7 separate regions of the Mus musculus genome follow, and regions 1, 3, 4, 5, 6 and 7 are each linked to region 2. A link is a contact called in public promoter capture Hi-C data. All regions are on one chromosome and are shown on one strand. Each heading gives the region's core, a stretch centred on a gene start, on an enhancer-like site or on the middle of the called end of the contact. The rest is flanking DNA. Distances are from core to core; before and after follow the strand shown. Region 1 holds the start of Stxbp3 (syntaxin binding protein 3). Region 2 holds the start of Prmt6 (protein arginine N-methyltransferase 6). Region 3 holds the start of Gpsm2 (G-protein signalling modulator 2 (AGS3-like, C. elegans)). Region 4 holds the start of Psrc1 (proline/serine-rich coiled-coil 1). Region 5 holds the start of Sars (seryl-aminoacyl-tRNA synthetase). Region 6 holds the start of Psma5 (proteasome subunit alpha 5). Region 7 holds the start of Clcc1 (chloride channel CLIC-like 1).

The links. Promoter capture Hi-C pulls out the DNA fragments that hold promoters and counts their contacts.
Region 1: a promoter capture Hi-C map of liver shows a contact between it and region 2, with 5 times the contacts expected there. The contact joins the promoter of Stxbp3 here to the promoter of Prmt6 in region 2. A contact is called at or near these places in 3 of 39 promoter capture datasets (the C10 cell line, liver and pre-B cells).
Region 3: a promoter capture Hi-C map of liver shows a contact between it and region 2, with 5 times the contacts expected there. The contact joins the promoter of Gpsm2 here to the promoter of Prmt6 in region 2. A contact is called at or near these places in 3 of 39 promoter capture datasets (the C10 cell line, liver and pre-B cells).
Region 4: a contact with region 2 is called in a promoter capture Hi-C map of pre-B cells, with 5 times the contacts expected there. The contact joins the promoter of Psrc1 here to the promoter of Prmt6 in region 2.
Region 5: a promoter capture Hi-C map of pre-B cells shows a contact between it and region 2, with 5 times the contacts expected there. The contact joins the promoter of Sars here to the promoter of Prmt6 in region 2.
Region 6: a promoter capture Hi-C map of pre-B cells shows a contact between it and region 2, with 3 times the contacts expected there. The contact joins the promoter of Psma5 here to the promoter of Prmt6 in region 2. A contact is called at or near these places in 3 of 39 promoter capture datasets (the C10 cell line, liver and pre-B cells).
Region 7: a promoter capture Hi-C map of pre-B cells shows a contact between it and region 2, with 4 times the contacts expected there. The contact joins the promoter of Clcc1 here to the promoter of Prmt6 in region 2.

Annotation. Positions count from the first base shown.
Region 1 is chr3:108,839,005-108,842,456 of GRCm38.p6, reverse strand. Stxbp3 (syntaxin binding protein 3) reads left to right here and starts at 1,955. Exons shown (of 19, transcript NM_011504.1): 1 at 1,955-2,037. The coding sequence starts at 1,989.
Region 2 is chr3:110,248,617-110,252,415 of GRCm38.p6, reverse strand. Prmt6 (protein arginine N-methyltransferase 6) reads left to right here and starts at 1,417. Exons shown (of 1, transcript NM_178891.5): 1 at 1,417-3,799. The coding sequence starts at 1,445. The coding sequence ends at 2,581.
Region 3 is chr3:108,719,765-108,723,618 of GRCm38.p6, reverse strand. Gpsm2 (G-protein signalling modulator 2 (AGS3-like, C. elegans)) reads left to right here and starts at 1,320. Exons shown (of 15, transcript NM_029522.2): 1 at 1,320-1,578.
Region 4 is chr3:108,381,676-108,385,503 of GRCm38.p6, reverse strand. Psrc1 (proline/serine-rich coiled-coil 1) reads right to left here and starts at 1,666. Exons shown (of 8, transcript NM_019976.3): 1 at 1,578-1,666; 2 at 1,219-1,268; 3 at 1,073-1,130; 4 at 96-534. The coding sequence starts at 1,237. Gm12522 (predicted gene 12522) reads left to right here and starts at 1,763. Exons shown (of 3, transcript NR_040560.1): 1 at 1,763-2,217; 2 at 2,708-3,033.
Region 5 is chr3:108,443,533-108,446,920 of GRCm38.p6, reverse strand. It overlaps Sars (seryl-aminoacyl-tRNA synthetase), which reads left to right and starts at 1,662. Exons shown (of 11, transcript NM_001204979.1): 1 at 1,662-1,924. The coding sequence starts at 1,789.
Region 6 is chr3:108,255,202-108,258,678 of GRCm38.p6, reverse strand. It overlaps Psma5 (proteasome subunit alpha 5), which reads right to left and starts at 1,753. Exons shown (of 9, transcript NM_011967.3): 1 at 1,374-1,753. The coding sequence starts at 1,402.
Region 7 is chr3:108,651,953-108,655,647 of GRCm38.p6, reverse strand. Clcc1 (chloride channel CLIC-like 1) reads right to left here and starts at 1,735. Exons shown (of 12, transcript NM_145543.2): 1 at 1,668-1,735.

The sequences.
Region 1 (3,452 bases), core at 706-3,205, 1.4 Mb after region 2:
AATCAAACTTTCTAAGGTTTGACCATCTAACATAACTTTAAATGTTGTGATCTTGCTGTTGGAATCTATACCATGATTGTCCTATGGCTAACGGTTTTGCCGTCTTATTTTCAAGCTTTGCAAACAGAATCTAAACGCATCTTGAAGGGGGAAATAAAGGCAATCCTATTATAGGGAACACCCTGATACTGTCTTGTTATGAAAACGATTGCTTTTATCCACCATGGATGGAGGATTCTAGAGATGACCTATTCTAACTGACCAATCCCAAAGTAATAATACAGACTTTAGCATAATCAAATATTCTCTAAAGGGGTCTAATAGTGGAAATCACAGGTGTGCTAAAATAAGAAGCAGAAAGGAAGACTCATCAATCACCTCGATTGAACTTAGCATACCCAAAGGAACCCTGTGTGTAACTAATAGTTTGGGGTATAACCTCTGGCTCCATCTACCACCAGATAGATAGTCAACAAGGAAACTCTGTGTCAGAAAAGATCCCTCTTACCTGTTACTTAAATGTAATCTTGGTTGTCAGCAATTTACCGAAATGTGCTGTTTTAGTATCTCTGATTCTTCTCATACTATTGACAAGTATTGATGGAGAAATAAATAAACAAAATCTTTCAAACAAATGTTGACCGACAACATGGCTAAGATGGCTCTCCCCTTCTTTGGCCTGCTAATGTTTCTACTGGCTACCATAATTGGGCCCTGCATCCACCAAACAAGGCTAGAATCATTGCCACTTGACAACATTATTAAAGACAGTCCCCTATCAAGGATTTGAGAAGGACACAAAGGTCAAGGGGAGAATGAGAAACCTGCCTGACTCCATTTTTAAGGTAGGAGACATTTTGTTGTATTGTTAAACACAAAGTTTCGTTTATTGTAAGAGTTGAGTTTCTGTTTTTAAGTTTCTGTTTCTTGGAACCTGCCCTGCACCACCCTGTGACCATGACTTGTTTTTGAGAACACTTTGACCCTCCCTTATCACTAAGTACTTGGTTTTTGTCCTTTTGAAATTTTCCTATACTTCCCAACTGCCCTGTTGTCTTGCTTCTGTAACACTGTTTTGCAACTACTTGTTATTTTGCTCCTTAAAAGGGACTCTCAGCACTTCTCTCTCTAACCCCTAATTGGCCAGGTCTCTGGTGCTCCTGGATATAATAAAGCTTGCTTCAATTTTAGCTCTAAAATTATGGTAGTGGTCTTACTCCTGCCTTGTGGAATTAACAATTCTAGGAATCGTGCTCTATAACTTAAAATGTAAAATTCTTCATAGGAATAAGAGGGTCTCTCATTTCTTAGACTTTTCTGAAACTCTATCACAGTTCTGGGAACACTGGTGGTTACCTTACAGCTTAAATAATCAATGATCTTCAAAAATTATTAAAATGAAGTTGAGAGGGATAGACTTCCCATATGGCGGTTGAACAGGCTTCTGAACAGTATAGTTTGAATTGCTTTGCTGAATGAAACATTATTTTGTAAAGCATAAAGTCTCCGTATTGGGGATGGCAGGATGTGTCTTGACAACTTAGGTTCCATCCCAAGACCCACACTGTGGAAGATGAGGTCTTCTGACCTTCACCTGCGAGCCTTGGTATGCACACATGCATACATACACACAGATAAATGTAAAATAAAAAAGACCCGGTATGTATAAATTCATAATTGTATAAATTGTGTTAGTTCACATATTTGCTTTCTGATGCCAAATTGGACACTGAGATATGGGTTATAGTAGGCTTCCGCTAGGGGGCGCCAGACAGTGCACAGAAGTCTGACCACACTACGCAGCCGCAGTCCAGGCACAGGCGGGACACGCCCTAGTTGATGCGCGTGACGTCACCTGAGGGCGCGGCCCGCGGAGGGGGCGGAGCCTCCCCACCGCGAGGGGAAGGGCCCGCCCCCGAGCGCAGCTTTCAGGGCCAAAGTAGGTTGCGAGTGGGAGGCGGTGGCTGTAGCTCCACGGCTGGGGGAAGATGGCGCCGCCGGTATCGGAGCGGGGACTGAAGAGCGTCGTGTGGCGGAGTGAGTGCGGAGGGGTCAGGGATGAGGCCGGGAAGGGTCGGCTGTACGGGGGTCTTCTTTCCCGCTGCAGCTCTGCAGCCTCTCTGGGAGCTGCATGGGCACTTGTTGCTTTGGGACCAAGTCCCTGGCTTGACTCCTTCCGGCTTGCCCAGAGTCGGGTTTCGTGCCAGCACCAGGGATGGGCGGGGTGGCCAGACGCGGCCTTCTCCGCGGCTTTGGCCAACTCTCACCCCGGTGAGGTTCTTCCGCAAAGCCCCACCCTTGGGCGACCTGACTCGGGCCGACTTTCCCTCCCAAGTCCCTGTGCTGTCCCGGGACAGCTCTTCCCATTGCACCCCCCTCGCCACACCAGGCACGGACGTCTCTCCATCCGACACAGTCTGAGCTCTGTGTTACTACTCTGTCCCGCCCTCGTCCCCGTGTTTTCAGAAGCCGCTTGGTGTCCCATATTCATGTTAGCACCGAGGGTTTTTACTACCATCCTTTTCAGTGTCTTGTCCTTTAAAAAGTGCAGGCGTAGCTTTTCAAGAGCGCCTTCTGCCACTGTTCCAAGAGAATATGACTTGCTTTAAAAAAAAAAAAAAAGAGTTCTTGAGAAAGCAACAGCGGACTGTTAAAGTTTTATCTAGTATCCGGTCCCTGCATAGTCTGCTCCTTGTGTTACAATTGGTCTTCTTGTTGGTTCGACCAACTTTAATGACTTTTATTAAAATGACACCAAACCTAGGTCTGCCAGGTTAGAAGAGCAATGAAAGCAGCAAACCGGAAGGACCTTCCTTGTTTGGCATCTCTGGGTTCTAAGTAATTATAGTCTAGTAGTAGAAAAGGAATAACGTCTTATTAGTGTTTCTTACTCCGACTTGGGGAACAAGGAACAGAATAGGAATTAGCCAACAGAATTCTGCCTTCAAGAATTCCTTGTATAAAATTAAAATCCAAAACAGTACAGGCATGGTGTTTACCATATAGAAGGTACTAAATAGATAAGTAGACTTTGTGAAATACAAAATTATCCTTTCATATTTATTATTTTCAAATTTATCCTTTCTGGGGGCCTGCAAGGTGGCTGAGTGGGTAAAGGTGCTTGCTGTCAAGCCCAAGGACACGAATTGCATCCCCAGGGACCCACGTGATGTAAGGAAAGCACTGACTTAGGCAGATTGTCTATATTGACTCTCATACGAAAGTGGGTGACAAATTGTGCTGAAGAAATTACTTCTGAGTTATAATGGCACCTTATATCAGGGCTTATGAGAAAAAGATACCGTTATGCTAGTAACGCCAGTATCAATAGCATGAAGATAACAGGCTTTCCCTGTTCTTGTTAACTTAGGGTAACACCAGGCTCACCACATGGAGAGTAGAATATAGATAGGCAGGCTGGATGAAAGGAAAAAGATGTAAGGCTGTAAAAT
Region 2 (3,799 bases), core at 168-2,667:
TGCATTGGAAAAGAAGTCAAAAGAGATGAGTTTCACCATTTCTCCAAGCAAGTGTTTTTACACAGATACATAGATTTAAGTGTATGTATGTGTATATATAAGCTGGTCACCAAAGACACTGGAAATGGGTTTGAGAATATCATACCCTTGATGTTAATTGTTCTTTAGTTTGAACTACAGAAGTTTCAGAACAGGACTCAAGACCAAGTAAACTATTCTCCAGAGACACAGTGGTGGCTGATACATTTCATGGCCACAGCACTTCTTCAGTATTTGCCCTGGAGCTTAACGTACCTCAGGGATCACTTTGGACTCAGAATCAAGATCTTGTATTATTTGGTTTTCACTTTGCGTCATACATATTCTTTGTATCCTAACTCTGGTTAGAACAGAGAGTTTGGTGAGTTACAACTGTCAGAGAAGGGACAAGAACTGTGCCACATAATTCAGTAGTGGGGGGCGGGGGAGGTCCTGTGAGGGAAACATAGACTTGTAGCTGTAAGTGGTGTGCCTACATCAAGAATGTGTAAAAATGAGTGTAGTGACTATTCCTGGCTATCATCAACTAGACTATATCTGGAGTGAACTACAGTCCAGAATTGGAAGGCTCACTCACCTGTGATCTTGAGGCTGAAAGACACAGGTTTCTGACTTGAACCGAGTGGAGGTTTTTTTGTTTGTTTATTTTTTCTTTGAGGCAGGGTTTCTCTGTGTAGCCTTGGCTGTATTAGAACTCACTCTGTAGACCAGGCTGGCCTCGAACTCAGAAATTCGCCTGCCTCTGCCTCCCAAGTGTTGGGTTTAAAGGCGTGAGCCACCACGCCCGGCCTTGGCAGGAAGATCTTGAGGCATATGGCCATGAAAAGTTTAGCCTCAGGCAAGGTAGTACATGCCTTTAATCCCAGGAAACTTGAGACAAAAGCTCAAGGTCAGCCTGGGAAAAGGAAGTCCCAGATCCGGAAGTGGTGATACACACCTTTATTCTGGGACACACCTGCGGGAGGCCTACATAAGGTCACTGGAAGAAGGAAAACTCACTTTTTCTGCCAGGACGCCGTGTGGGACTGAGCAGCTGCTAGATCCTTGGATTTTCATTCACAGCTGCTGCTGACCATCTTTGGGGACTACAGATTGTAAGTCATCAACAAATTCTCTTACTCTACAGAGGCTACCCATACGTTCTGTGACTCTAGAGAACCCTGACAAGGGGTAAAAGGAAAGGGCAAAAACTGAAAGGATCTCGGGAAAATAGTGTGGTCTTAGAGAACAACTTGTCATGGCGTTAGAGGAAAATAACGGTGTGCCAAGATTGACTCTGGTTGAGCCTCTGCCCTCAGGAAGCGGGATGCAGGAAGCGGACTACGAATCCCAGCAGGCCCCGGGGACTCTGAGCCTGCGCACCGCACCGCGCAACGAATGCTGGGGGTCGGCTGCCGGGGCCAAGATGTCGCTGAGCAAGAAAAGAAAGCTTGAGTCGGGGGACAGCGGAGGCGCCGGCGCCGGAGGGGAGGGAGCCGAGGAGGAAAATGGCGGGGAGCAGGAGGCGGCCCCGCCACGACCCCGGAGGACCAAGAGCGAGCGGGACCAGCTGTACTACGAGTGCTACTCCGACGTCTCGGTCCACGAGGAGATGATCGCCGACCAGGTCCGCACCGAAGCCTACCGCTTAGGCATCCTGAAGAACTGGGCCGCGCTGCGAGGCAAGACGGTGCTGGACGTGGGCGCGGGCACCGGCATTCTCAGCATCTTCTGTGCCCAGGCCGGGGCACGGCGCGTGTACGCGGTGGAGGCCAGCGCCATCTGGCAACAGGCCCGGGAGGTGGTGCGGCTCAACGGGTTGGAGGACCGCGTGCACGTCCTGCCGGGCCCGGTGGAGACCGTGGAGCTGCCGGAGCGAGTGGACGCCATCGTCAGCGAGTGGATGGGCTACGGACTTCTGCACGAGTCCATGCTGAGCTCCGTGCTCCACGCGCGGACCAAATGGCTGAAGGAGGGCGGTCTCCTCCTGCCAGCTTCCGCGGAGCTCTTCGTGGCCCCGATTAGCGACCAGATGCTCGAGTGGCGTCTGGGTTTCTGGAGCCAGGTGAAGCAGCACTATGGCGTGGATATGAGCTGCATGGAGAGCTTCGCCACGCGCTGCCTCATGGGCCATTCGGAGATCGTGGTGCAGGATCTGTCCGGAGAGGACGTGCTGGCCCGGCCGCAGCGCTTTGCCCAGCTCGAGCTGGCCCGAGCCGGCCTGGAGCAGGAGCTGGAGGCTGGTGTGGGCGGGCGCTTCCGCTGCAGCTGCTATGGTTCCGCGCCTCTACATGGTTTCGCCGTCTGGTTTCAAGTGACCTTTCCCGGAGGGGACTCGGAGAAACCTCTGGTGCTGTCCACCTCGCCTTTTCACCCGGCCACCCACTGGAAGCAGGCGCTCCTCTACTTGAACGAGCCGGTGCCGGTGGAACAAGATACGGACATTTCCGGAGAGATCACCCTGCTGCCCTCCCCGGACAACCCCCGGCGTCTGCGCATACTTCTGCGCTACAAAGTGGGAGACCATGAGGAAAAGACCAAAGACTTTGCCATGGAGGACTGAGCGTTGCCTTTTCTCCCCCTCCACCTTCTTCGGAAGGTCCGAAGAGAAAGGGAGATCGCCTATGCAAGTTGGGGACATAGCTGTCTCTTTTACCTCACCGCTCCAGTCTTCATTTGAGGACATTCTTCTGGCAGTGTTTATTTTAAAAGTGAGCATCCCTGACCAAGGACTGATGCAGTGTGCTTACTAACGGGCTTTTAAACCTGGAAAGCATGTAGTATAAAGAAACTCTTGTATTTCTGTTTCTTTTGTTTAACTGCCGGGGTTGGGGGGGGGGCAATAAATGTGATCTTTTTATAATTGGTCCACGAGCTAATCTGACACCTCCCCATCCCTATCAGTATGAAACTGGGAGAAAGGCAACATGGTCTGATTACATTTCAGAAACTTGCAGAATGATTTTTAAAGCTGTTTCTTTCAGCTGGAATTCTCTCAAGTCTTGAGTGCCTACCTGTGCTTCCTTATATTCTAACGTTCATATTGTTAGTAAGGAAGTGGGGCACAGGAGAAGTATTTTAAATAACCCTGCTCTCCTTACGCTTAATTCACGGAGTGCTAAATTTGATGAACCTTAGTAAAATGGCTTAATTTTACAGCCTGCCTAGGCAATTCTGAGAGTGACAGGAGAAAAGGTCTGAAAGTGAAATAGTGATGGGGTGTTAATATTTTTATTTTGACTTTCAAGACTGAGCCGAGAAAACCTATGTTTTATAATATAAATATTTTTGTGACTCTTGTAAAGCAGTCTGATAGGGAAGGTTGCTGAACCTAGCCCAAGGGCGGACCCTTTACCTCTTGTGCTGGCTTTATTTAAGCACAGGTCTAATTCTGTATGAAAGGAACGCGAGCACTCTAATCTAATAAAAGTTCCTGTCTTCAGTTCTTCTTAGTTCAGACAACTGTGAACAGTGTGCATTTGGGGAGCTCCCTTACAATGATGTGTGAGTCAGATTGTCACATTTACTTCACATATTTCCTTTCCCTCCTTTCTGTGGCAAATAAAACGGCATTCTCACTTTTTATAGCTGAGGTCTTTAGACGTTTTGTGTGTGGTCTGTGAGTTTACTATAATGCTGCTACTTGTCTTGGTGTCAAAGCTCCTGCAGAACTCAGCTTCAGAACAGCTCAAATGATGATTAACATGGTTTTGAGCTCTAGCTGTGTAAGACTTAACGGGTGTGGAAAACTGCTGTTCTTAAGTACTATTGAATTTCACTT
Region 3 (3,854 bases), core at 71-2,570, 1.5 Mb after region 2:
GGAAGATAGACATTGCTGATAGCTGAGATAAAAAGTCCAATCTATGAGAGAAGGGGGCACAGGAAAGAAACGATTCGCTTTGGCTATGCAGAATTTAAAATACTTTTTATTGTGGTTTACTGTACCAATTCCCACAAAGAATTTATGAGTATGGAAGAATTATAATATCTACCTCTGAAATAGTACAACCAGCTAATTCAGCTTTTTATAAGAACTTGGTATTAAGGGTGCTCGCTGATAATAATAAGAGAACCACTTATTGAACAGCTTCGATGTGTCAGCAGCTGTGTTAACCATTTCATAAACTTTACCTCCTGAAGCATCATGACAGACCTTATTAGAGGAGGTCTCATTATCTGTGTTTTACAGCTGAGGAAGCTAAGGCTACAGAGGACAGACGCCTAACTGGTTCAAAATCAGTCAGTAGGAAGAGGCCCGAGCTGAAATTCAAACCCAGGTCTGGCTGGTGCTAACACTATCTCTATACAGTTTTCCATGACACACATATAGTGGTCACGGCCATCACCACAGAGATGCTGAAACTAGAATTTCTTTAACAGGTGCCCAATCCTGTAAAACATTAAAATTTCATCCCAGTGGAGAAATAGGCAGTGGCTATAGATAATGTAATGTAACCAACGTCATCAGCTTCACAGCAGAGACTCTAGTTTAAACATTTGATGAACAAGCTAAGATCTATTTTTTGGTGAACTTGATATGAAGGCATGAATAGAATGGGAATGCAAGCCGCCGGAGCGGATTAAATTCGCCATCTCTGCTTTTCCTGGGAACCAGCGATCCTGCAGTCAGAAGAAGTTTGCTTTCCCAACATCTGGAAACGCCAGAACTGTGTGTGACACTGCCTCAAGAACTGAGGCTCCTTGTTCAGACTTTCACACGGGACCCTCTGTTCCTTTCACACAGGCCTCTTTCTTTCTCACATCTGCCTCTTGGAAGACTTTCCCAGGGCGGGACTGAGCCTGCAGGGAAAGAGGCAGTGGACTGGGGCTCCTGGGTTCAAAGTCTGAACTAGACCCAGCTTGAACTCTGATGTTTATTGTCCCACTTTTCGCCATCTGAAGGAGAAATTCGAGGACAATAAGCTTCTAGTTGGCGGAGGATCTATCCGCAGCAGAGGAGAATCAAGCGCTACAGTCCGAGAGGCAAACCCCACACACAGATCTTTAGAAGGAGGGAGCCCTGGCTCGTCTAGCCCCGCCCTCCACCCGCCTAGCCCCGCCCCACCGGTGCCATTGGCCGGTCCAAAAAACGCGGGGCGTTGTCAGTTTGAATGGGCGAGCCTGGAGCTAGGCGCAGGCGCAGAGGAGTACAGGCGCTGAGGGAGCCTTGCTGGCGGTGAGACCCTCTGAGAGGCCAGGGGGAGGCCGAAGCTCTGGCCCACGTGACCTGCCGGGGGCGGGCGCCCGGGGCGCTCGCCAGCCTCCCGCGGTGCCCCTGCTTGGCTCGGCGTCGCCGCCGGGACCCGACTTGGGGAAGCGCCGCGGTTCCTAGTCTACGGCCAGAGGCGCTCATCCCTGCAGCGGTTCCTTGTTCTCAGGAGCCGCGGGCCGGAGGGAGGTGAGCGGAGCCTGAGGGGGTGACCCAGTGGGGTGTGTGGGGGCGTGGGGCGGGGGTCTCTGGACCACCGAGGCTCGACGGGCTCGGGTGACGCTGGGACCCGGGAGCTCCGTGGGGGGCTTCGCACCCGCACCATTTAGGCTGTTGTCCCCTAAGTGAGGGGAGACTGGGGATCGGGCTTCTGCAGACCTTGAAAATACTTGCTGGGATGCAGCGACTTCACGCGTTTTCCGAGCGTAACAGACGGTGGATACAAAGCCGAATCCCAGTGGATTCGAATCCCAGGCACGTCGCCGGCCCCGGGTCTCCACACCAGACACCTTTGTCAAGTCACATTTAAACTCCTGAACTTTTCGGATCCCAGACTTACTGGCAAGCGAAACTGATAGATCGTTGTAACCAGCTTTATAGCAAGCGTAACATGTTTGAGATCTTAGCCGGAAAGCTGTAAACTTAGTATCTTCAGATGAAAAGTGGAAAACGTAATTTCCTTGTATTTTAATGGTAAACAATTAGGTGGCTTTAACAAGTATCATTTGAACTCTGTTGAAACGAGTAATGATGGCAATGTTTATTTGCCTTAATGCATTATTTAAACGCCGGGTAGACTTAGAATAGGTAAGTTCTTGACTCTCCTCTCGGTGCTTTGTGTTGATTGGACTGCTGTGTGGTTTGTGTTGTAAGTTTTTGTCACCAGCGAAGCAGAATTTTCAGACTGCCTCTTTGGAAGGCTAAACTGAAGATTTTCCGGCTTGTTAGTAACCATCGTGATTGCTTCTGGTAAAGAGCACTTTTGCCTGGGGTTTCGACGTGCTAAGAGCAGAGATTCGTTCCGCCTAAGTTCAAAAGCGAAGGTTCCTGTCCTTTGACTTGAGGGCAGTGGGGGAGTTCAGGGATGCCCGGCCGGTTCTAGGCATTCATAGGCCCCTCTTGCAAACTATTTCTAACTTACAATTCGAGGATTGGACTGGTTATGAATTCAGAGACTGTGGAGTATTGTGGAAGCGTGTCCCACGGAAAAATAGTTTAGCTGAATTTTCAGTAGGTCAGACATACACTATTACAAGTATGTTTTGATGTAAACCTGAGATTTAATAGTAGGCTAGTTACAAAGGTAATGCACTATATATAGTGTGGCTCCCCACACCTCACCTCCTCTGTACTTGGGTTTGAACTCTAAACCATGTGAACACTAAGCAAGAGTTCTATCACTGAGGTAATTCCAGATTATTCATTTATTAATTAATTAATTCATTCATTCATTTATTTGAGACCTATTGTTGCTAAATGTTTAGGGCTGGCCTGGAACTTGGAATCCTCCTGTCTCAGCCCAGTAGCTGGGATTACAGCTACTGGGCTGTAATATGTGCACAAATTCCACCTGGTATGAAATGGCTGGCTGACTTTCTTCTTCCTTCCTTCCCTCCATTCATTCAGTGTAGTTTTGAGACAGGGTCTCAGATAGCTGAATTTGGCCTTGCACTCTTTGATTCTCTTTCTCCATCCTCCCAGTGCTGTGATTACAGGTGTGCACCATACATGCTTAGGGTCAAATCCAGGGCAGGTGTATGCCGAGCAAAACCAAACCACATCCTCAGCCTTCACCTTTCTTACCCATAAAGTACTCCAAGACTTACCTAAAAACAAACAAACAAACATACATACCCCCACCCTCACCCCACACACCTGTGGGCATTTGTTTTTAAAACTGTGTAATTAATAGGCTACTGGTGGGATTGAGACTACTCCCTAATCTCAAAGCACCAGCTACTGCACTTAAATGGCCATGTGTTTCTGAATCCCACTTGTGGCACATAATTCTACTTAAAACCACAATACAGTCGGTGGTTTGTTATGAAGTGTGGAGGGATCTATCTACCCTTGTAACGATGGTCTCGCTTTGTGTGTGTGTTCTAAAGCAAATAACACTTCCCATAGCTTTTAACCTTTCCAAAGACACAGAGCAAAGTTTACTTGAATCTGCAAGAATATAAATATAGTCTTCTCCACTGTTAGAAATGTGTTATAAACTCTGTTTTTGCACGGTTACAGAATTCCCTTTTATCCTGATGGTTGAACCCCAGTTCTTGCCCTCACCTGCTTCCTGCTCTGCTGAGCTACACCCCAGCCTCATTCTCAGACCTAGATGGTTGGACATCTGTGGTGCACAGAATATTTACTGATGTCCTGAGTGGGCAGAGAGGCTCCTTAGTCAGTTTTGAGTTTTTGCAGTACTTTTCACCTTGTCTCCTCATCTGGCCCTGTGTGATGCTGCC
Region 4 (3,828 bases), core at 417-2,916, 1.9 Mb after region 2:
GTGTTCCTCTGCCCTGTATGGGAATGACACTACGCCTTCAGTGTCTCCTGCACCTTGTCTAGGTGTACGCACGCATGTCCACTCTCCACACTCACCTTCTTTATGCTGGAGGGCTTCTTTCCGGATGCCACCCGGACAGCCCTGGCTGACCCCTTTTTATCACTGCTCCGGAGCCCAGCTAGGCTGCTTGGAGGTGGGGTGCTCCAAGAACTCACGGTGGGCAGCAGATCTCGGACAGGGCTATCCTTCAGGACGAAGGTCTCCCGCCGAGGACTGGGTTTCCCTCTGGGGCTGGGCCTTCCAGGGCCTGTACCAGCCCTCTCCCGATCTTTCAGGGCACACTCCTCCAGCTGAGCCGCCAGGCGGTTGGCTTCATCAAGAATCTCTTCCAGCTTCTCTGGGCTGAGCGGGCCCAAGCTAAACCGCACACCCTGGAGGGCGGGAGCTACTTCATTTGGGTTACTCCGATGGGCGAGGCCCCGTCGAAGTGGTTTCTCTGGACTCACTAATACTGTTATGTCTTCTTCCTCATGACTGAAAAACAAATATGGCACCATGCTGGACAACAGCTAGCAGAAGGCATTCCTGTCGGCGAGTCGGGGACAATCCCCAACCCTGACTCCATTTTGGCCATGAGAACTGCTTTTAGGTGAGGAAAACTTAGTTCTACTCCCATTTTCTGAGACAATGTCTCAACTCTATAGCACAGAATGATCTCAAATTCAAAATCCCTCCTGCCTTCTCTCTCTCTCTCTCTGTCTCTCTTTCCCTCTCTCCCTCCCCCTCTCTGCACTCTAGTCTATCCTAGGAGTGTGGGGGTGGTTTGCAGGGCATGCCTCAACATGCCCAGGGACATTCATCTTTCATTTACATTTACCCCTAAATTTCCCTACAGCTTCTCTGTTCTCACCAGCATGTGTTCTAGAGGCCCAATTCTACCAGACTACTGCCATCAGAGGGTACCATACTCTGCTAGATTACCAACCACGGTTCTAGAGGCCCATAAGTTAGCAGTAAAGGGTTACAGATGTATTGCCGGAGGAAAATAATAAATGGATAAATAGGCTGGTACCTGTCAGATGGAGACAGCCCTCCGAAGTCCAAGGTCTCGTCCACAATGAACTTGATATCTGAAGGGATGAGAAGAATAAATGCCAGCTATCAGTTCTTGACAGACAGACTCTCAGGGGCCCGTTCCTCCCTCCATGGCTTCCTTACCCTCTTTCAGATCCTCCATGCTCAGCCAGCATAAGCGAGTCGGCTTAGACCTGAAAGAAAACATGCCTACCTCAGGTGTCTATCATCCTGCCTTAGGGCCCCATCAAGACTCGGAGTGCATTAGCTGGGGTGAAGAGGCATGGTGGTGGTAAAGCAGGATCAGCACGTGTCCCTGAAACTAGTCCGTTATATTAGGGAAAGGTGCAGAAAGCTCGACACCTGATGTGCAATCCGCCAACTTGCGCCCTGGCCTCTCCTCAGTCGGTCAGTCTTCACCTCCATCCTTACTATTATCCGAAATTTCGCTCCCCCCCTACCCCACCCATTTTCCACTCCGCGGCACCACATCCCCGCCACACCTCCAGCGCACACTCGGTTTCCACTCCCCACCTCGCTTCACAGTCTACGCAGGAAGCTTTTCTTCTACAATCTCCCAGTTCCCGGGAAAGGGCTCCCGAGGGGCGGAGCTTCGTTCGAATTTCTTAGGCTCCACCCAGTCCCGCCACAAACGCACAGCGATTGGTGAGTCCAAGGGGGCAGGGCTGAGTCGGGAGCAGTCGGGATGTCAGCCGGAGAAGATTGTCCCTTGGACCAAAGGGCACTTCCCAAAAAGGGTAGGGGGCTACAGCGGAACGGCGGGAGGAGCCGTGAGTGCGCGGTGGCGTGTACCGGAGCGCCTCCTTCTAACCGCGAGTCAGACAAGGGGAGAACTGTCGAACCAATGTAGGCTTGGAGCCCCGCCTCTTCCCCCACCTCCTGGATTCCAGCATCTGAGACTGGGTTTCCTTGCTGGGTTTCTCGCGTACTTGCAGAGACCACCAAATAGACCATCTCTCCAGCACTGGAGCCACAAGATTTCTTCATTTAGCATAAGGCCACTTCTCTGAGATATCTGGCATTTTTTTCTTCCTGCTTCAACCCCAACCCCCAAACGATGAGTATGAGCAGCTATTTAAGAGTTTAAATAAATAACAAAGAAGTCATTCTTCCAGGCAAACAGTAAGTAGTAATAATAATAAAAGATGTCAGAGCTGTGCTCCCTAAGTGCAAAAGGATTACCTATTGCTAAAGATCTTGTTCGTGTGAAGAATTTATTTCTTCGCCAGGATGCTGGAGATGTGTGCACTTTAATGGTGGGCCTGTAAAAGTTCAGCAAATAGCATGGTCTGGCGCATCCTTAGAGCACAGTCACTACCACCTTCTACCCTAGGCTTGCTTCAGGTTGGAAAGAAGCCTTTGCTGTTGTGAATGTTGTTGACTGGCTATGACCAGACCACTCCTCTCCATTCACTGATACACACACACACACACACACACACACCATCTGTTTCTTTTCCCTTTGTTTTTTGCTATTTTCTGAGACAGAGACTAGTGTAGCTCATGCTGGCCTTTGAATTCACCATATAGCCAAGGATGACCTTGAAGTCCCGACCCTCCTGCCCCTACCTCCCAAGTGCTGGGACTAAAGGCCTGTGCCACTCTACTCTAGGACCATCCTCTGAGACATCTGCAAACATCTGCAAGCATCTTCAGGAGTTCTGTTGCGCCTGCTTCGGAAAGACCATCACAGCTGGGCCTGTGGACGGTTTACCTTCCGTCATAGAAGGAGGAGGTGGGACAGAAGGTCACGGGACCTTCACCTGAGTATGCAGCCGTCCCTCTCAACCAGCTGTATGCAATTCTGTCCTAACTGCAGATGGTTTGGGGGAAGGGGCTAGAGGATAGAAGTGGGAAGAGGCAAGGGGAAGTCTCCTTAGGGAAGTCACCAGAGCTGCTTCAAGGTCATCCGTGCCTACACCCCTAACCCACTGCTCTGTAAGTAAGCTTATCTTATCGAGTTCATTGGTTCCTCTGCATAAACTCTGGGTGGGGGATTCCTCCTGTTGTTTGACTTTGGGGAGGTAAGAGAAGGTGTAGACAAGGTGGTTTATGTCTCTCCCAGGGAAGACATTTTAGCAGCAGCCACCAAACCTGGCTTTATCTAACAATTTCAAACCGGTGTTCCCTAAGGACAATAGATTGGCTAATTGTCTTCTCAGTTTTCCCAAGGCTGGCTTGGAAGTAGTAAGGCTTTAGTTGGGTAAGGAGCTAATTTACGACATATGGTAGCTATCATCACGTGGAAGCTGTACTCTCCCAGAACTTCAGTGAGAAAGAGGCAGAGTAGTTTCAGCGTCAAAGTGAAAGTAGATCTCTTTGGTTTGAAGAAAAAAAGCCTTTGGATTTTCCTGAGCCAATCAACATCCCTTTTCTTCTCAAAGGAAAAAAAAAGTGGCCTGATATTCGCCCCCCCCCCCCAAATCCTGAAATATTTTCTCTTTTAAGCTCATTTTTTCCAACCCAGAGTGTCTGGTCATAGATGAGAGAAAATGGGGAAGCTCGCCGCTTACCGGATTCTGGCTTGGGGGGGGGGGGGCTGTGAGCTTAACTTTCTCATTTGTAACATGAAGATTAAAACGAGAGAAATCACTTCTGTTCAGTTCCCGATGCATAGAAGGCTCTCTGCCCTGCCCCCACCCCCACCCCTACCCCCAAACACCCCCTCCTGCTCTTGCTTTCCCTCACTCACTCTCACTCTTGACTAAGATTCACTAACCCAGGACACCACGG
Region 5 (3,388 bases), core at 413-2,912, 1.8 Mb after region 2:
CTAATAGAAAAAAAAAACCCTGGAGTTTGTTTTGTTTGTTTTTGAGAGGCCAGAATTTCAAAGTGATTTCTGGAATTACACTATAAAGGACTGATGCACTCCTTAGGCCCCACCTCTCAAAGCACCTGCCATTGTTTTCATACCTTAGATTACACGGATCTTACCCTCTCAGGGGTTCAGTGACCCCCAACACTTTGATGACAGTCTTCAAGTATTTTCTGCAAAGACTGCAGCTCTCTATCCTTAACATTTATTATTATAACTTCTCTTGGCTGCTTTCCATTTTCCAGCCGTCCGATTGCTAGATACTCAGGAAAGTGTTCTTTTTAGGAGAAGACACAGGAAGGGGAGAGCAGGTTTGTGGGTTCCGTGTTAGTTAATGTTTTCTACTGTGTGAGAGCAGTAGGTTTTTGGTTTGGTTGTATGTGTGTTTGGTTTTTGAGACAGATTCTCACTACACAGCTCTGGCTGGCTTGGAGTTCGGTATTTAGAACAGGCTGGCCTTGACTTTACAGAGCTCTCTACCTCCGATGTGATATAAAAGGCACCTACTACTAAGCCTGACTAGGTTTGGGTTTTTTGGAGACATGCTGGCCCTGAACTCATGCACCCGCTGCTCCCACTCACAAGGGATGCACATGGACATGCACTACCACATCTGGCCAAGAGAGGTAATTTCAAATGAGGTCTTCTCACTTTAAGAGTAACAGGTGTGTGTAGGTTGGGCTTGGTGGCACACCCCTTTGATACCAGAGACTCCCCAGGAAGAGGCAGGCATCTCTGTCTGAAGCCAGCCTGGTCTACATAGTGAGCTCCAGGACAGCCAGGCCTATAGATTCTATCTCAACAAACAAAACAAACAAACAGACAAAAAGAATAACTTGAACGTGTTGATAGAATAGCCTGGCAATGCTCAAATTACATAAACATAGAATAGTTTCAATCGTAAATATAAGCTACAACTTCTTGCAAAGGTCTATTGGATTTGGGTGAGGGATATGTGAGAAGAGAGGTGTGCTCATCTCATGGACTGTCTTCTGACACCCAACCCTTCTTCCCCTGGTTTTCAACACAAAACTGTAGCCAAAGCTGCAGGAGACCGGGAGGGGACAAGCTCAGATTATCCTGCCTCCTAGCCTCCCTCCAGTGTCTCTGTTTATTAAGTCCATCAGGGTCTCTAACCTTGTCCTTTTATCTCAGGGGGGCTTGGCAAAGGTTTGTTGCGGGAGGAAGGGGGTAGGGCTAGTATAAAAAGAAAAATAAAGGATGAAATGGCACACATCTTTAATCCCAACATTTTGTTTGAGGCTGGCCAGGTTTACATAGTTGCTAGTCAGAGCTACACTGTGAGACCCTGTATCAAAACAAAAAGCCCCAGGGCTCGAGAATCTTGAGGGTAGGTAACTGGGTGTGTGCTCTGTAATCAAGATAGAGGAAAACTGGCATCTGCAAAGTGCATTGTCTTCCAAGTCAGCTTCGGTCCACACCGAGATACTCCCTTCAACCAGAGGAACCTGAGGCATTCACGATTTCAGTGGGGGGCGATCAGAAGGCCTTTCAGTAAGGAGTTCAGCAGAGAAACAACCCGCATAAGGCTACCACGCCCTTTTCACTTCTCACCACTCCCTCTGGACCCTGCCTAACACTGCGGCTTCCGGCGAGCTAGGCGCCGCCCCCTCCCGGGCTGCCGGGTGCCTGCGCAGTGAGACCAGGTCAGCGCGCAGGCGCAGTGCATCGTCCACCCGCCGCTTACAGTCCTCTCTTAGTGTTAACTGGTGAGGTAGAAGGATGGTGCTGGACCTGGATTTGTTTCGGGTGGATAAAGGAGGGGACCCAGCCCTCATTCGAGAGACGCAGGAGAAGCGCTTCAAGGACCCGGGGCTGGTGGACCAGCTGGTGAAAGCAGACAGTGAGTGGCGACGATGTAAGTACCAGGAGCTCGCAGTATCCCTTGAATCCCTCATGGCTTCAGAGGTCACAGCTTACAGCTTTTGTCAGATGCTCCCGCGACTGGCCGGCTCTACCGGCTTGTCCGTAGAACAAGCTGGGAACCGGGCTTGTCCCCCTCTCCCTGCAGCTCCCGCGGCCTGGGTCCCTCCCCGCGCGTGCTCTATGCTGACTGCCGCCAGTGCTTTAGGAAGGAGCTGCACGCACGCACGCGCAGGGAGAGCTGTCAGGCCCTTGCGTAGCTACAGCAAGCCAGAGCTGGAGTTTTACTTGGGGGGCGGGCTGGGAATTAATTTTCTATACATTTTGGTCATTCTCAGTGTTTTATTCGTCTTTAGCAAACCCAGCGTAGTCCTCCGGGTTTTGCAGGGATCAAAGGCTGCTCTCTCAGACTGAGTGACTTCTGCAGCACCCTAGGATTACTCCACCCCAGTCGAACCATCTGGGGACTTTGGAGGCTACTCTTGACTAAATGCAGTGACCCTGAAATTTGGGGTGGCCACTTCTCCAACCCTGAAGGCATACCTTTAAGAATCAGGCTTTTCCGTGCTAGATCAGATAGGACGGAGGGGTGCTGTAAGGCAAGAAAAAGCTTGTAATTACTGAGGATGGTTGTGATTTGTGGTAGTTTTCTGGAAAAGACGTTGGCAGCGTAGAAGTGACCCATCGTCATTCAGGAAATTAAAAGAAGCTCTAGAATCCTCTGCCTCCCAAGTGATCACCTGGCAGACCGGATGTTGTCAGTGGCATGTGACTCGGGTAGTCTGATGCAATAGGTCTGCAACCAGCTGAGAACCTGGTTTATAAGAGCACTGCTAAGGCAATCCCACGATCCAAGAGTGTCTCCCTCCTACTCCCACCCTCCAAAATAAACAGGATTTCTTTCTCTCTGTAGCCCTGGCTATCCTGGAACTTGCTCTGTAGACCAGGCTGGCCTTGAACTCAGAGATCCACTTGCCTCTGCTTCGAGAGTGATCAAGGGTGTGTGCCACCATACCCATAGGGGTGTTTTGTGGACATGATTTTACTGTTAAAAAGCTTCTTTGGTATCAAAACATATTTGCTTAGCTGACAGTTGTGTACCTGTTCTGTATGTCTCAGGTACTCTAATAGGGTAATTTGTCAGAGTTTACACTTGGACCAAAAGTTTTGAATTGGTCTAAACTGAACTCCCCTTTTTTGTTTAAGATAAAGAATATTTGGGGGGTACCTGCCTTTAATCCCAGGACTCTAGGGGTCAGAAAGAGATAGATGTCCGAGATTGAGACTAGCCTGGTCTACATAGTGAGTTTCAGGCCAGTCAGTGCTACATAGTGAGAGCCTCTCTTGGAAGGAGATACTCTGAGATGGACTTGGTGGCATTCACATATTATCCTAACACAAGGTAGTCGGAGGCAGGAGGATATGCATTTCAAGGCCAGCAGACCCTGCCTCAAAAACA
Region 6 (3,477 bases), core at 504-3,003, 2.0 Mb after region 2:
TTAGATTCCTCTAGTAACATCAATACATTTCTGTCTCACATTACAGTTACTGTTGCAAACAGGAGGGTAGAGATCTTGATTCTGCTCACTGCTGTAAAACCAGCTCCCTAAACAGTGCTTCTTGAACACAGCCAACGCTCAAGAACATTAGCTAAATAGAGGCCTGGGCTTTATTTAGTCTTAGCAAATACAAAAGAAAAAAATCCACAAAGCAACTAGTTCATATAAATAAATGGGCAAAGCTCAGTAAAGCCTTTCAGATGAGGATCACAATTTTCTTAACATTTTATCACCTAAAGATGACTCTCTTCAATACTCTGGAAGCCAAGTGTTAACGACCATTTTACTTGACAACAGGAAATAGTTTTAAAACTTCACCGATATTTTCTGAGTCAGCAAAAGGATGGAGATTAATATGTATGTATATATGTGTATATATAAGTATGTATTGAGCCTGTCAAAATTGTGGCACCTGGAATGACATATATATATTTTGACAGGCTCAATACATACTTGCCAAGAAAAGTAATTTCTCAGTGGTAACCTGGAACTAAGAAAATGTCTGCTTTCCCTAACTTTTAAAGGAACCCAGTGGTTTGCAAAACTGCTCAAAACAGAAACTGAAAGTTACAGTATCTACAGCATTTATGACAGTATTAGTTAGCATTTTCGAGACTTGAAAGTTTTTAGGTTGTCTGCTCTTTTAATAAACACAACCACACAGCTTTGACTTTACAAAACATTTAGCTTTCAACACAACACTAAAATTAACTTGCTTTCAAACCTCCTCTCACATACACACACTTTGGTCAAATGGAATCAGTGTATTAAAACTCTTCTGAGAACCACTGTACATTCAAGTTCCCACAAAACCAGATTGTAGGCAATATATTTATCCGAGCATAGCTGAAAACTGCCTTCGCTCTTCAAAAAAGATTAAAATGTACAGCACAGGACGGATTCCTACAAACTCATCCAATAGTCTCTGGTAGCTTCTATTCAAGGAAACTCCTTTCACTTTTCTTTTTCCTAAGCAGTCAGACTTAGGTTGAAAAGACGGACGCAAGGCTGGTGTCCCCCTAATCTACTCCAGGTTAAAGGTCCCGATCCCTCTCCGCCGCCTGCCCCAAGCAGCCCCAGCCTCTCGCTTCCGCGGGGAGTCAGGATTAGCGGTGACTCAGCGGGACAAGTGCAACGGGTCCGCTGCAGTGTAGCTTGGGGAATCTCGCCGGGCGCCTCGGGAACCAGATTCCCCGGGTCCCGCCAGACTTAGGTTCTCCGGGCGCCCCATGACACTGCAGAACCCAGGCCGCGGCGCGGGCCCCAGGCCCGCCCACCCAAATTTCGACCCTGCTGCTTCCCGCCGTACGAACCTGTCGTACTCGGACCGAGTGAGGAACATGGCGAGGACAGAAGGAGGCGGCAGTGGCTACGCGGGGTTCCCAAAGGCCACACGATTGAAAGCAGCACCCTAATCAACCACACCGCCACAGCACCAAGGACCCTGCAGCCGTCTGCGCGTGCGCACGCGACCTTTTTAGCCCGCCCTCCCGTGCTTCCCTTTTATTGGCTGATTGATATTCTCGCCGCGATGATTGGACTTGACAAGCTTCTTCACCGGACCTGGGTTAACAGGGAGGCGGAACTAGAGAGCACTTCCGCTTTCCGTCACCCTTGGTTGCTACGGGCGCTGGGACTCGAGGCAACCGGTGAGAGTGAACCTCGTCGTCGAGGAGTGAGCACGCCGCGCTTTGGATGGCTGCAAGACTTGGCCTGATGACTGGGTTGTCGGAATCGTGACGTAAGTCTCGCCAGCTCGCGTAAATGCAGCCGGGGGACACCGGTCTCTTACTTCGCGCTCGCCTGCCCAGCTCTTCGCTGTCTTCCCGGCTCGGTGGCAGCCGGAACTAGGTTTGCTGAGGACTTTTTGACTTGGGTAGAGAAATGTGTGCGCCTCTACCAGCGTGCCCGGCAGTTCTGCCAGCCGGGCTTGTTGAAAAAAAAAGTTTTAAAAGTTGATAGGTTCTAATCAGCAAGAACGTTTTTCAATTTCTTGCATAGGTACGATTATTTTATCAAGTCTTTCCTGGATTCGTACACATCACCACCACCACCCTAACTATCCAAGTTTCAGACCCAGACCTGGAGTTCAGTATCGGAGCTTCAGATTAGTCACTGCTTTTAAGGACCTTAATTTGTGTATGTGCTTCTTGTTTTCTCTTCCTAAGGGTAGAAGAGCAACTTGAGCTTTTTTTTTTTTTAAGAAACATTGTAAATGAATCATTTATCAAAGAAAGTTAGGTGGTTAAGAAGTCCTGACTCGGGCTGGAGAGATGGCTCAGGGGTTAAGAGCACTGGCTGTTCTTCAGAAGGTCCTGAGTTCAAATCCCAGCAACCACATGGTGGCTCACAACCATCCTGAATGAGATCTGACTTCCTCTTCTGGTGTGTCTGAAGACAGCTACGATGTACTTACATAAAATAAATAAATAAATCTTTAAAAACAAACAAAAAAAACAAAAAAAAAAAGAAGAAGTCCTGACTCTCTAGGAATGTAACTCGGTGACAGAGTACTTTCATAGCATGCATGAACCTCTGCCCAGGCTTGGCGGGGGTGGGGTGTGAGGTGGTCAGAGTACAAAGTTTCAGGTAAGATTAATACCTAATGGAGATATATGATACACCAGGATGACTAGAGTTAATATCTTACACTTGAAATTTTTCTAAGAAGGTAGATTTTAATCACTACCAAAAAAGGCAAATGTTAGTGAAAGTTAACTTAATCGTGATATATACCTATATCAAAACATAATTCTGGTGGCTGGAGAGATAGCTTAGCACCTGATTCCCTTCTAGATGCCCACATTTGGTTCTCAGCGTCCTAGTCAGGCTGCACATAACTACCCTTTATTCTAGCTCTAGGGGATCCACTGCCTTTTTCTGCTCTCTGCTGGCCCCTATATATGTGTCACACATAACACACACACACAAACACACACACACACACACACACACATTGAAAAGTCTTTTTAAAAATACCATTCTGGGTTGGGTGTGATAGTTCCTTTAATCCCAGCACTCAGGAGGCAGGGAATCTCTAAGTTCAAGACCAGCCTGGTATACCAAGTGAGTTCCAGGCTAGCCAGGGCTATGTAGAGAGACCCTGTCTCAAAAGTAATATTTTTAAACATCATTTTTTATAATGTAAATGTAAGCAACTACTGTTTGTCAATTATACCTTCATGAAGGAGAAGGAATAGGAGGGAGGGAGAGGCCGTGTAATGAGCCATATTTGTCTGAAAGGGAAAGCTAGTTCTCTGTTTTGCTTTTAGTGAAAGTACTTACTTTTAGCCTACTCCGCCTTGAAACCATGTAGCTTAGGTTGTCCTAGAACTCCAGGCCATTTTCCTGTCTCAGCCTCCCAAATTCTGGGGTTATAGGTAGGCAACACCAAATGTAACTCTAGCTGATTGTGGG
Region 7 (3,695 bases), core at 486-2,985, 1.6 Mb after region 2:
TGACTTTCTCCAATAGTGACCAGCAGGTGAAGAGTTAACCAAGACTACAGAATGAATAAAATGATGGAAGGCAAAAAAAAAAAAAAAAAAAAGGGGGGGGGGAGGCAGCCAGAGTTAGATTCCACACCAGAATGAGCTGGGAAGTCAAAAAGGGGGGGGGGGGGGCTATGGAAGAAACCAAAACCACAATCAATTGGAAATTCAATCCCTCCTGTCAGAGGCCGGTGGTCATCTAAGACTAGAACTCTTTGAAAACAACAACACTTAGAACTGATCCCACACTTCCTCCAAAGTTGCAATCTGGACCTGCTTCGAGCTTATTTTAAAGACAAGTCTCTGAGATAGGGCCAGCCAGTGCTACATAGACTGACTCGGAAAAACAAAAACATCACAAAAATCTTCCTATGTTGCCTCAGTTTATGAAAAAAACCTGCGTTACTCTATGACTTGTCGGTGGACACCAGTTAGTTTGTATCATTTTCTCATTGCCTCAACTACAACACATGTACTCCAGTGCGCACAATAATAGTATATAAAAAAACATACTCATACAATAATAGAGGACATTTTGTTACTGAAACATATGCTCCTTTAATCCTTACAAAAACTCTTGGAAAGGGCACCACTGTCTCAATCCCAGAAAAAACGGGTAACATGCCCATGGCCTCTGAGCTCTGAGAGGTTCCTTGGAGGTTAGGGTTCAAAAGCGGGTGAGGAAACTCTGCTGGGTCTTATCACACAGGTGGGAAAACCAGAAAAGGGGCTTCTCACAGGGGCGGCCTCTGGCTTAGCTCTTAAGATGTGCAGGCTGATTGACAGCCACGAAATGGAAACCCTCAAGAAAGTCACTGATTTCAAAGAATCAGAGGTCTAACCAACCAGCCAAGCAGGACTAACCGGGTTAAGGGAAGTCAAATTCTCGGTTATCTTAGAAGCGGGAAGTCGCTATTTAGCTCACGCGTGTTCTTGTCCTTTCCTGGCAATTGAGGTTGTTTTTTTCTGTTTGTTTGTTTGTTTGTTTTTCGAAACGAGGTTTCTCGGTGTATCCTGGAAACGCTGTAGACCAGGCAGGCCTCGAACTCAGAGATCCGCCTGCCTTTGCCTCCGGAGTGCTGGGATTAAAGGGTGCCCACCGCCCACCAGACAATTTTCATTTCCAATATGTGCCCAGACAACGCTGAGAAGAGCACTTTTATAATCAGTATCATGGAGAAAACCTGACGTTTTGCACCTAATTATAAACCCACAGACTTACAGCATCAACTAACTTAATATACTCAAATTAAATTTGGAGTTTCATACCATTACTCCAACAAATCCAATATATATATATAATTTTTTGGCCGTCAGTATTTGTTGCAGATTCTGCCAAGGTTTCAGATAACACAAGCAAGGATGCTCTTGCCCCAGGGTGGGCCGCTCGGTATATTCGCAGGGTTAGCCGAGACAAGGGGAATGACTGGCGGGCGCTGTCTACCCGCGTAAGACGGAACAGGGAATCGCCACGGGCCCAGGCCCCGGCACCTCTCACGCTGCCGCGCCGCCTCCCACGCAGACCCGCGGGCCGCCCCGACACACCGAAGAGCGCCCACTCACGTCGAGGGTCCTGCCTGCTCTTTCAGAGGGACCCGGGCCAGCCCGGCCGCGGAAGACGCCGAGCCGCCTACCTCAAACACGGTGCACTCGGACTGGAGTCCCGAGCGGACTCATCGACTCGCTCGGCCCGCAGCTGTGCGGCCTTCCCGCGCGCGTTGCTGATTGGCTGCGCCGCGGGGGCGGAGGCGGGGGCGGGACCAGGCCGCGCTCCTCTGCTCTGAAGTAAGGGCTTTTCAATTACCCAACCACCAGTTCAGTTCAGACGGTCGTGGCTAAAGGAGCCAAGTACGTCTAAATAAGTAAATAAGTAATAAGTAAATAAGGAAAGAAAAGAAAGAAAGAAAGAAAGAAAGAAAGAAAGAAAGAAAGAAAGAAAGAAAGAAAGAAAGAAAGAAAGAAAGAAAGAAAGAAAGAAAGAAAAAGAGAGAGAGAGAGAGAGAGAGAGAGAGAGAAAGAAAGAGGGGGGAGGGAGGGAGAGAAGGAGAGAGAGAGAGATAGAGAGAGAGATCTACTTCGAACATAACTTTCTAAGTGGAAGATAATGGTTAACTAGTACTATATATAGTGAGGGAGGCAAATGGGAGTTTGGACGTAAGGTTTGTTTTGTGTTTATCTTCAACTTCTGGCTTTGCAGTTTCCAAAGTGTCCAAAGAGGAACCCCACCCCAGAAATGAATACAAAAACTAACTGGCAATGAGACACTGTTAGTATTTAATTTGGTATTCTTGGGTATACATACATCATTTACAACTTTTTAAGATTTGTAGTCGTTTTAGATTTATTTCATATGTATGAGTGCTTTGCTTCATATAGTATGTGTTCCACGTGCGTGTCTAGTACATACAGGGGTCAGAAGAGGGGGTTGGATCCCCCTAGATAGGAAGTCCCAGATAATTGTGGCACCAACACGTATTTTCTTTTTAATTCTGATTGTGTTTCTGCATATGAATGCAGTTGCCAGCAGAGGTCAGAGCTGCAGTTGCCAGCAGAGCATCAGGTACCTGAGATGCAGAGTTATCGGTGATCTTGAGCCACAAAACTCGGTTGCTGGAAACCGAACTTGAGTTCTTTTAACAGCTAAGCCACTTCTCCAGCCCCATTGCTACTGTGGCTGGTAGCCTTTCAGATGTAGATGATAAGATCCTACTGCTGTAGCAACCATGTGTGTACAGAAGTCAAGATGGAACTGGACTGAATGCTTACTCTGGAAGGTTAGCTTTCATAACATAAGGATGCCTTATGGAAGAAGTCACCAGCAGTCTTGCCCTGCTGTGACCTTGTATGTTACCCGGCTGCCCTCCCAGGCAAGATGTACCCACATTTGCAATAGTGGCAAACTGTTAAGTGGGTAGCCATCTTCTTTCCAGCTTGATTTGAGGCCCACTCCATAGGAGGGGATTCATGTCCGGCACAGTAGACCTGATCAAATCTGCGTCTGGGAGGTCAATGCCCTAGGGGGGAAGCTACTGTTCTTTTGCTGACTAAATGTATCATACATATCAAGCAGCCTTCCAAATATTTATGTTTACCCAAACATTAGTACTGCCTTCAGCTTTGGGCAAAGAAGCTTCATTTTGCAGTAGTAGTGCTTAATACAGAGACTCATAACTGCTCAAAGTGCTGAGAATAAGTGGCTTGAATGCTCAGCCCTAAATGAAACATCTAACTTGCTCCTTCCAAAACTCAAAGAACATCATTTGGTGGGTTGGGGGGTGGGGGTGGTAATGGTAGAATCTGAGAGCCAGAGGAAGGGTAGAAAGGTAGGCGTGTTGTGGACTCTTGTCTCCCTGGCACGACATGAACTCACTAGTAGCTAAGAACTGTTACAAGGCAGTATCTGTCTTGACGTTGTGAACATGACATGTGAACATGGAACAGGGCTATGGGCAGTTAATGATTGCTTGAGGAGAGGAGGTATTTTCTTCAATGGTATAGCAACTAATTAAGTTGCCAATCTATACTGTAAATAACCTTTCACCTTTGCTCACGTAACCAACCCTAATTAAACTTATATTAGCTGAGTCTCCACTCTTCTTTTTAATAGCATGCATTAATTATAGATAATGGTTTCATCGTATTTTCATGTTTATAATGTATTT